Linked DNA regions of Delphinus delphis: region 2 is linked to region 1. The links are chromatin contacts, called in public Hi-C maps. All regions are on one chromosome and are shown on one strand. Each heading gives the region's core, a stretch centred on a gene start, on an enhancer-like site or on the middle of the called end of the contact. The rest is flanking DNA. Distances are from core to core; before and after follow the strand shown.

Region 1 (4,333 bases), core at 1,016-3,515:
ACCAGAGGGCTCCCCCAACATCCTACCCTCTCTGAGGCCAGACCCAGCGAGGAGCAGGTCTAAAACAGGCACGCTCCCGCCCTGTCCCTACCCGAGAGCTCTCCCTGCCCCCTCAGCCAGGCTCCCACCTTGATCTTCTGTTGATAGATGTTGTCATCCTCAGCATACTCTTTGTATAGGACAGAGAGCTCCAGCCGCTCTGAGACCAGAGGGTTCTGCACAGCAATCTGCAGAGGGCAGGAAATCCATCATGTTCTGATAGGTGAACGGAGTGACCCCCACCTATCAGCCACAACACCTAAATGAGAGCTGCTGAGCCCAGTGGCACAGTGACCACCGCCCCCCATAAAGGTATCTAGTACCCGGCTCAGCCTGGAGAGGAGGGGGCTCAGGTCCACCCTATGCATCCCCAAAGTAGGGCCGCTGGCCACAGCCCCTCACCTCTTGCTGAATTCGGTCCTGCTGAGCCATGATGGCTTCATCGTAGGCAAGACAGTTAACACCTGGAAGAAGGAAGAAGGCCAAGGATTACAGTGGGCCCTGGCTATCCCCACTCCAGGCAGCCTGGGCGGAGGACAAGAGCAGGCGAGGAAAGCAGACTTGGAATCTGGAAGCCTGCGTCACACCCTGCTCCACCGCAACTGTGTGATCTTGGCAAAGTCCCTTCCCTTCCTGGGCCTTAGTTTTCTCATCTTTAAAGTGAGGAGGCCAAGGTGACGACCCCCAAGGTACACTCTTAAAGCTCTAACAAACCCTTTCCCTGCCTTCTAACATCACTTCCCAGTAGCCTGGGAATGCTCTGGAGCCAGGCAGGGTCTCCTGAGGAAAGAAAGATGAGGAGGCAGAGTCTTGGGCTGGATGAGAGCTTCCTGTGAGCCTGCACTTTGCTCAATCACACCCTTCCTCCACCTGCCATCCTGGGTATTCTTAATGGTGCCCATTTTACAGATAAACAAATGCAGACCGGTGAAGAAATCTGCCCAAGGTCTAAGACCTGTGGTCAAACCCAGGTTTGTCTAATTTCAAAGCCTGCACTCTTCACCACAATAACCCTCCTCTGCTATCTCACTCTCACTGCCGAGGCTTATCCTCAGCTGTGAATAGGGACTAATACCACCACCTTCCCCCTTCACTGAAGTGTCATGAGGAGGTGCGACCTTAGAGGCACAGTGTTAAATACTCATCAGTGAGCTGGGCAGGTCCACCCTGTGGGCCCCGCTCTGAGCAGCCACTGGTGAGGAGCCAGGAGATCTGAATCCTGGCCCTGGCTCTTTCTTAACTTACATGATCCTGAACAAGTCCATTCTAGGGGGCTGGGTCTCCGAAAGCTCAGTCCCTCGACTGTGCGATTAGAATGGGAGGTGGGTGCGGAATGATTTTTAAGGCCAATCCTTCTGAGCTTGAGCATCCCGGATCCTCAGCTGGGCCTCCACCCATCCCCTATGCTGCCCCGCAACAGGGCTGTCCCTCCCACCCTAGTGACCTAGTCAGTCCCCGCGTCTAACTCAGGGGTGAAAAGAAGAGGGTGGGATCGTTCTGAAAGGTCCAACTCTTCAGGGGTCTAAGAAAACAATGCCTAGACAGGCGGAAAGAGGCTGCAAAGCCAGAAGAGGGGGCTCTACCGGAAACGAAGGCTGCTGCCCTCAGGGGCACACACCTGCGGCCGCTCACAACCCCGGGCCGCCCGCAGCATCCCCAACGGCCCACCCAGTCCTTTGTGCTCCGCAGCCCGGCGTAATTCGACGCCCCTCCGGGCTCGGTCGGCTCTGGAGAAGGCGGACAGCCGGGCCCGGAGGACGCCCGGGGCTGACTGCAAGGACCGGGGCGGGAGAGCTGGGGACCCGGGAGCCCGGCGCCCGGCGCCCGCCGCCCGGCCCCGGCACGGAGGGGGCTGGGCGCTGGGCGGGGCGGCCTAGGCCCCGCCCCGGGAGCGAGCGAGGGAGAAGAGCCGAGGCCGTGGGCCCGCCCCGCTCGCTCGCTCGCCCGCCCGCCCGGCCGGGGGTCGCGCAGAGGCTCCTTCCATTGTGAGGGGGAGGGGGGGAGGTGGCGGAGGAAGGGGCCGTCCGCGCGCTTCGCCACCGGCCGCCCCACCCCTGGCCTCTCCTCGGGAACCGGCCATCCAGCATCGCCCCCGCTAGCCCAGGCCGGACGGCCCTCCCCCGGTCGGTACCTTCCGAGTCGCTGCCAAGCGGCTCCTGCTTCTGCTGCTGAGGTTCCTCCGCCGCCATCTTTAAACAGCGCCGCACTGCCGACCGCTTCCGGGTTACCAGTTGCCCTCCTCCCGGAAGAGAGCCCCTCCTCGTGGCCCCTCCTTGGTAACGCCCCTAGCAACGGAATACCCTCGGGCGCCGTCACCTGAGGGGCGCACACAGTCCGGTGGGGCCGCCGCGGAAGTAGGTTAAAGGAAAGGTAGTCCCCACCCACCCTCCACCCGCACACTCGCTCGGCTCCATCTTCCCAGGCTCCCAAGGTGCCGGGTGGTGATAAGAGTCTCCTGGGGCCACTTCAGTTTTCTTTTCACTGGAGTTTGAAGCGCGGATTGTGTTATTGAGATAAGCAGGAAGATGAAATTAAAATCACGCAAGGCAACATTCCTGCTGCGGGCTCCAGAACTCGTGGCAGGCGATTGAGGATCACCTGGCGGAGAAGACCAGGAACCGTGCTAATATCAGAGCCCTGGGCTTCACCGCCCCTCTCCACTGAGCCCCGGTTCTGAGCGGGCTTTGGTGTCCCGCTTACGACAGGGAGAACATGTCCCTTGGGGTCAAGGACCTAACTTTGGACTCCTTGCCCTTCTGGTTATGAGAAAATCAGGGTGTTTGGTTTTTTGGGTTTTTTTAAGAAAGGATAAGAATGGAAAACAGATTAGTGGTTGCCAAGGGCTAGGGAGGAGTAGGGGGCAGCAGGGAGGTGGGTGTGATTGTAAAAAGGAAATAGGAGAGAATCCTTATGGAGATGGAAATGTTCTTTATCTTGATTATATATACGTATCCTGGAATGTTCTGTACTATAGTTTCAAATGCAAGATGTTACCCAGAGGGTAAAAGCGGATAAAAGGTAGACAGGATCTTTCTGTGTATTCTATTAAAATTGTGAATTATCTAAAACTAAAACTTAAAAAGTAGCAAGGCTTGGATGCTAAAGATGCTGTTATTTAGAGAGGTTACAGTCTGGGGCTCTGGTTGTCAGCTTTTCACTATGGAGGGCCTTTTTTCATGAAGTGAGGTGGTCTGTTAGCAGTTGAGAAGGCCGTGCCAGAGATCCAATCAAATCCCTCGGTTCGTGACAATACAGGAGCGGAATGTGATCTAATGTCTTTATCAGCTACATCCAGCCCTGGAGCAGGGGCATTTGGTGCCCAGGCTCACCACACAGCCCACAGTGGCTCTCTCACAGCAACGCTACAAATGCCAAGTCTGTGTCCCAGCCGCATTACAAATTATTATTTATTGGGTCACTGAGCCTTGGGGTTGCTTCTAAACTCAAGGAAGCAAAGGGCCACCCTGTTTGGATTCCATGCCTACCAAAGTGTTCATTCCTTTTCCCAATTTTAACAATGCAATCTGTAACTGCCAATCAGATCTTCAGTCAGTAGCACTGGTATTACCAAATGAGCTAAGATAGTTGATGACAAAAACTTGATTTCTATTTGGCTTTACAAAATTTTTAAAATAACTATAAGACAACTCCACCCTTACCCCCACTCCTTACTGTGATAGGGAGTCTGAGGGGTGGGGGGCATTCAGGGGGAGTTGGGATTGGGATTAATGGCGGGGACAGAGAACTCACACTCTGGAGAATGAGAAGGAATCCATCTGTGGCCCAGTGCTGGACTGCAGGCAGGCTGCCAACGCCAAGTAAATGCCTCCCTCCCACACAAGGGTCTGGGGCTTGAGGAACAGACCTGCACCCTCAATCTATGCAGGGTGTGTAAATGAGGGGTCCTCCTACCTGCTGCCCACTCTCCCCCTCTTGTCAGGCAGAATGGGAAGGAAATGCCCAGGGGGAAACTTTGGCTCTTAATCCAGCCCAGGATGGTCAACTTTTGCCCCACTCTTTTCCATGCCAATTTATTTAGTAGTTAATAACTGTTCTCTTACCCTCATTCCATCTCTCCTGGTACTTTTTACCATTTTCAGGTTTTGATTCTCTATCCTGAAGCGTCTAAAACCCAACAGCACATTTGCCAGGAATCACCAGCATAGCTCCGGACGATAAACGTCTCTGCCTCCCAATTTGCAAACCCAGAAATGGTCCAGCACTGCTGGTCCTGCCTGCTGAAGCCTATAATGAAATATGCAGCACTGGTGCTTGGGTTCAGGCTGCTGTTGGA
Region 2 (4,333 bases), core at 1,085-3,584, 160 kb before region 1:
CCTGGCTCTGGGGGACATGGATTTCAGGCTCTATGCAGAGGGCAGCCTCCTGATAGGCACTGATACTTTCTATGGCTGGGTCCCCTGCCTCCCCTTGCGTTCTCCTCCCCAGACTTTGCCGGGAAGGGTTTGGTGAGCAGAATAACGCCCCCCAAAGATGTCCACATCCTAATCCTTGGAGCCTGTGCATATGTTACCTTACATGGCAAAGGGGAATTAAGGTTGATAATCAGCAGACTTTAAATGGGATCATCCTGGATCATCACCAGTGAGTTCAATGTAATCACAAGGGGCCTTGAAAATGGAAGAGAGTCAGAGGGAAAGACCACCAGGGAAGACTGGTCAGTGAGATGGAACATTGCTGGCTTTGAAGATGGAGGAAGGGGCCCACAAGCTAAGGAATGTGGGTGGTCTCTGGAAGCTGGTGCTGACACCTTGATTTTTAGCCCAGTGAGACCGATGTCTGACTTGTATCCTACAGAACTTTAAGAAAATGAATTTTATTTATTTATTTAAATTTATTTATTTATATTTTTGGCTGCGTTGGGTCTCTGTTGCTGCGCATGGGCTTTTCTCTAGTTGTGGCGAGCGGGGGCTATTCTACGGTGCAGTGCGCGGGCTTCTCATTGGGTGGCTTCTCCTGTTGCAGAGCACAGGCTCTAGGCACGCGGGCTTCAGTAGTTGTGGCACTCAGGCTCAGTAGTTGTGGCTCACGGGCTCAGTAGTTGTGGCTTGCAGTCTCTAGAGTGCAGGCTCAGTAGTTGTGGCGCACGGGCTTAGTTGCTCTGCGGCATGTGGGATCTTCCTGGACCAGGGCTCGAACCCACGTCCCCTGCATTGGCAGGTGGATTCTTAACCACTGCGCCACCAGGGAAGCCCTTGTTTATTATTTAAGCTGCTACATTTATGGGAATTTGTTATAGCAACAACAGGAAGCTAATACACAGCGTCACCCACATGCTTCATTGCCTGAATCAGTGACATTTGTGTAATCACTTACCAGACCACAGATAGGAACCAAACAACCTTGACCCAAGCCTGGACTCTGACCCCCATAGGCCATGTTGACCTTGGGCCAGTCCAGGCTTCTCATCTGTGCCCTAGGGCAGTGCTGCCTCACCAGGCTGTGGGGAGCACATAGTGAGTTAATGGAAGTAGAGCAAATGCGTGTAGAGGGCTTAGCTCAGCTCCAGCTGGTACCTAGTCCCCTGTGAATGGTTGCTGTCCTGGATGCAGTTGGCAAGGCCCTTCTTGCCCTGGTAAGTTATTGGAGAAGCGGCAAGTGGTGAGGTGACCTTAGGCCTGGGGGCCTGACTACTGCATCTTGAACTCATCTTGCTGACCTTTTCGGGGAAAGGCGCAGGCCTCGTCGTTGGTGGTCCTGGAGTGTTGGGGGCCCTTGGCCCTTCCTTCCTGTCCCCTGGCTTCTGATCTACCCTCTCTGCCCACAGGTCTCCCACTGATCCTCTCTTGGGCACCACAGTGGTGCCAGCTGCATCCACAGGAGGGTTCTGTGATCCTCCTCACAGCCCTGTGAAGAGTTATCGCCACACTCAGCGCCAGAGAGGCCTGGAGCACAAGGCAGGTCTGCAACGGTCAGACCTGAGAGCTGTCTTCCTAATATACAGCTCAAGAAGCAAGGTACAGGGGCCAGTGTACCCGAGTAAGAACGAGCAAAGCTGGTGCTAAAACCTTCTCTGGAACCCTGGCTTCTTGTCCCAGGTTAAAAAAATATCCACTATGGCGAGTTCCCTGGCCGTCCAGTGGTTAGGACTCTGCGCTTCACTACCGTGGACCTGGGGTTCAATCCCTGGTCGGGGAACTAAGATCCCGCAAGCCACGGGAGGCGGCCAAAAACAAACAAAAAAATATCCAGTATCATATTTATCAAATAATAAAATGGTATAGAAAGACATTAAAATTTTAAAAATCCATCCTTATAGTCCTTGTAAAAAATTAGGAAAAATATAAAGAAAAAAATCACCCCAATTCTTCCACCGAGAAGGCCACTTGGAACTCTAATTTTCTGCCTTCAAATTACACGATTTCCACCTTTGCCTCCCTAGTTGCTCTAGGTTCGGTTCCTGCCACCGCCGGCTAAGAAGCAGCAGCGCAGCGACCTGGGGAAAGTCGCCCAACCGGACGTACCCGCTCGCGCCACTCGTCACCTCCCCACCGCCGGCGGGGACGCGCGGCTCCCGGGGACTGGGGGCGGGGTGGGTCCCTGGTGACCCATAGGGAGCCGCGCTCGACTCAGTACGCCCGGCCAGAGGGGCGGAGGCGGGGCCGGGGGCGGGAGGCACCTCCCACCAGGAAGTTGGCGGAGGCCGAGCCAGCCCTAAGAGGATGCGCGCGGCGGCCGCGCGACCCTGCGAGAGCTGGGCTCAGGCGCAGCGCGACCCCGCTGGCCGGGCGGGGCGCGCACGTGTGTATACGAGTGCGGGGGCCCGTCAGCGGCCCGGACTACAAGTTCCAGGGTGCCCAGCGGCGCGCCTGGGTTTTCTGGCCGCGCGGCCCGCTGGCTCCTGAGCAGGTCGCCGCGGGTTGGCACGCGTCACCTGGTTCCCGAGTAAATAAGGGAGAGAGTCCCCGAGCACCGTAAATAGAGTCCAAGTGGGCGGGGAGCCGTCCCGCGCCGCCCGCTCATGTCTCTGCAGAGCCGAGTGTCCGGCCGCCTGGCACAGCTGCGCGCGGCGGGGCAGCTGCTCGGCGCCCGGCGCCCCTGGCCCGGCCCCTCGGCGGGTGCCACGCGGACCCGCAGCACTGCGTGCGGTCCTCCGGCGTCCCTGGGCGCGTACGACCCGCGCGCGCGGACCCCAGCGGGAGTTGGGGCTTGGGGGGCGGCGGCGGTGGGGCGGAGAGCCGGGGTGCGCACCTGGGCCCCCCTGGCCATGGCGGCGAAGGTGGACCTGAGCACCTCCACCGACTGGAAGGAGGCAAAATGTAAGTGTAAGCAGGAGGGGGGCGCGAGGGGCGAGGGCGGCCCTACGTGGGCCTTCTCCGGCTGGACAGCACCCCACCAGCAGCCTCGTCCACCCCAGAGAACTGGGGAAGTTAAGGTCCCATGTGCCCCGGTATGGACCCCCATTAACAGCCACGCCCCCCGTGTGCCCAGCCCCATAAACTACTTCACCGCCCCGACCAGGTCCAGGTCCCCAGTGGGGGGCAGTGTGAGGAGGGTGGCCTCACGCCATTGAAATGTGTTGCTGGGCACCCCCAGGGAGCATCCAAGACCTAGTACCTTAATCTTGTGCACGAGGGAAGCTGAGGCCCAGTGCCAGAACCAATAGGCCAGAGTCACTCGGAGTTCGCTTCAGGATCGGACAGGCTCTGAACTCCCCAGCTTTTGCGTAGTATGGTTTCTCAAGGGGTGGCATTTAGGCAGAGTGGCAGGGAATGGGCTGAGGGGACAGCTCTGGGGCTGGCATCCCACCTGGTGGGATCAGATAGCCACAAGGAGTGGCCTCCCTGAGCAGGCCGGTTCCACCTCCCCCCACGCCTACCCGGGGGGCCTGCCTCTCTAGGCACGTGGTTTGGTGCCCTTTTGCCCTTAACGTTGGCCTCTGGACACTTGTGAGCACTCTCCGCCTTATTCCTGGGGGACACAGGACAGAGGAGCTGCGGGGCAGGGCAGGGATGGGGCGTTGTGCCTATGAGAACAGTGACCCCCCGCCGCCCCCCACCTCCAATACCCAGGAATCGATCCATTTCCTCCCGCTCTGGGGCAGGGCATGAGTCCTGGTGGGCATGAATCCCAGGGCTGGACTCTGGGCCCGAATAGAGCAGGGAAGGCAGGCAACCTGACCTGCAGAGCCCCAAATAGCCCCGGCTGCCTGTCCAGCTGCCCCTGCCCTTCAGGGCCTGCTCCCTGGGCTCCTGTGACCATTCGGGCTGGATCCCCTTTCAAAAGAACAGGGTCAGCAGCTCATTGGCTGGGCCCTTGTGGTGAAGTGGGTTCAGCCAATGGGGTTGGGAAGGCAGGCCTAGGGCGGGCTGTGGTTGGGGGCAAGGGGAAGGCATCCTCTTGGGATTGGAGGTAGAGTTCAAGATGACTTACCACTGTCATGAATTGCATTGCCTTCACTGGGATCTTAAAGCACCAGCAGGAAGCACTTGACTTTGCTCCCGGAACACAAGGAGTGCTTGTCAGCCCTTCAGCCCTGGCCCCAGAACACCGTTCAGGGTGGGGAGTGGGGGCTGGCCCCCTGGTACGGGGACTGTCCCCGCAGGGAGCCCTGCTTTCCCTTCTCTGTCAGAGAACAGTAACCCAGGGTGGTGGGAAAGAGAGCTGGGGAGGCCAGGGCCCCAGGCACCTGTTCCTGGATCCGCCACT

The links. A called contact is a pair of places that touch in the nucleus more often than the background predicts.
Region 2: a contact with region 1 is called in a Hi-C map of lung, with 4 times the contacts expected there. The contact joins the promoter of MACROD1 here to the promoter of OTUB1 in region 1. A contact is called at or near these places in 2 of 3 Hi-C or Micro-C datasets (lung and muscle).

What each region holds. Positions count from the first base shown.
Region 1 is chr8:102,315,831-102,320,163 of mDelDel1.2, reverse strand. It overlaps OTUB1 (OTU deubiquitinase, ubiquitin aldehyde binding 1), which reads right to left and starts at 2,265. Exons shown (of 7, transcript XM_060019107.2): 1 at 2,171-2,265; 2 at 442-503; 3 at 129-227. The coding sequence starts at 2,228.
Region 2 is chr8:102,476,187-102,480,519 of mDelDel1.2, reverse strand. MACROD1 (mono-ADP ribosylhydrolase 1) reads left to right here and starts at 2,334. Exons shown (of 10, transcript XM_060019109.1): 1 at 2,334-2,943. The coding sequence starts at 2,646.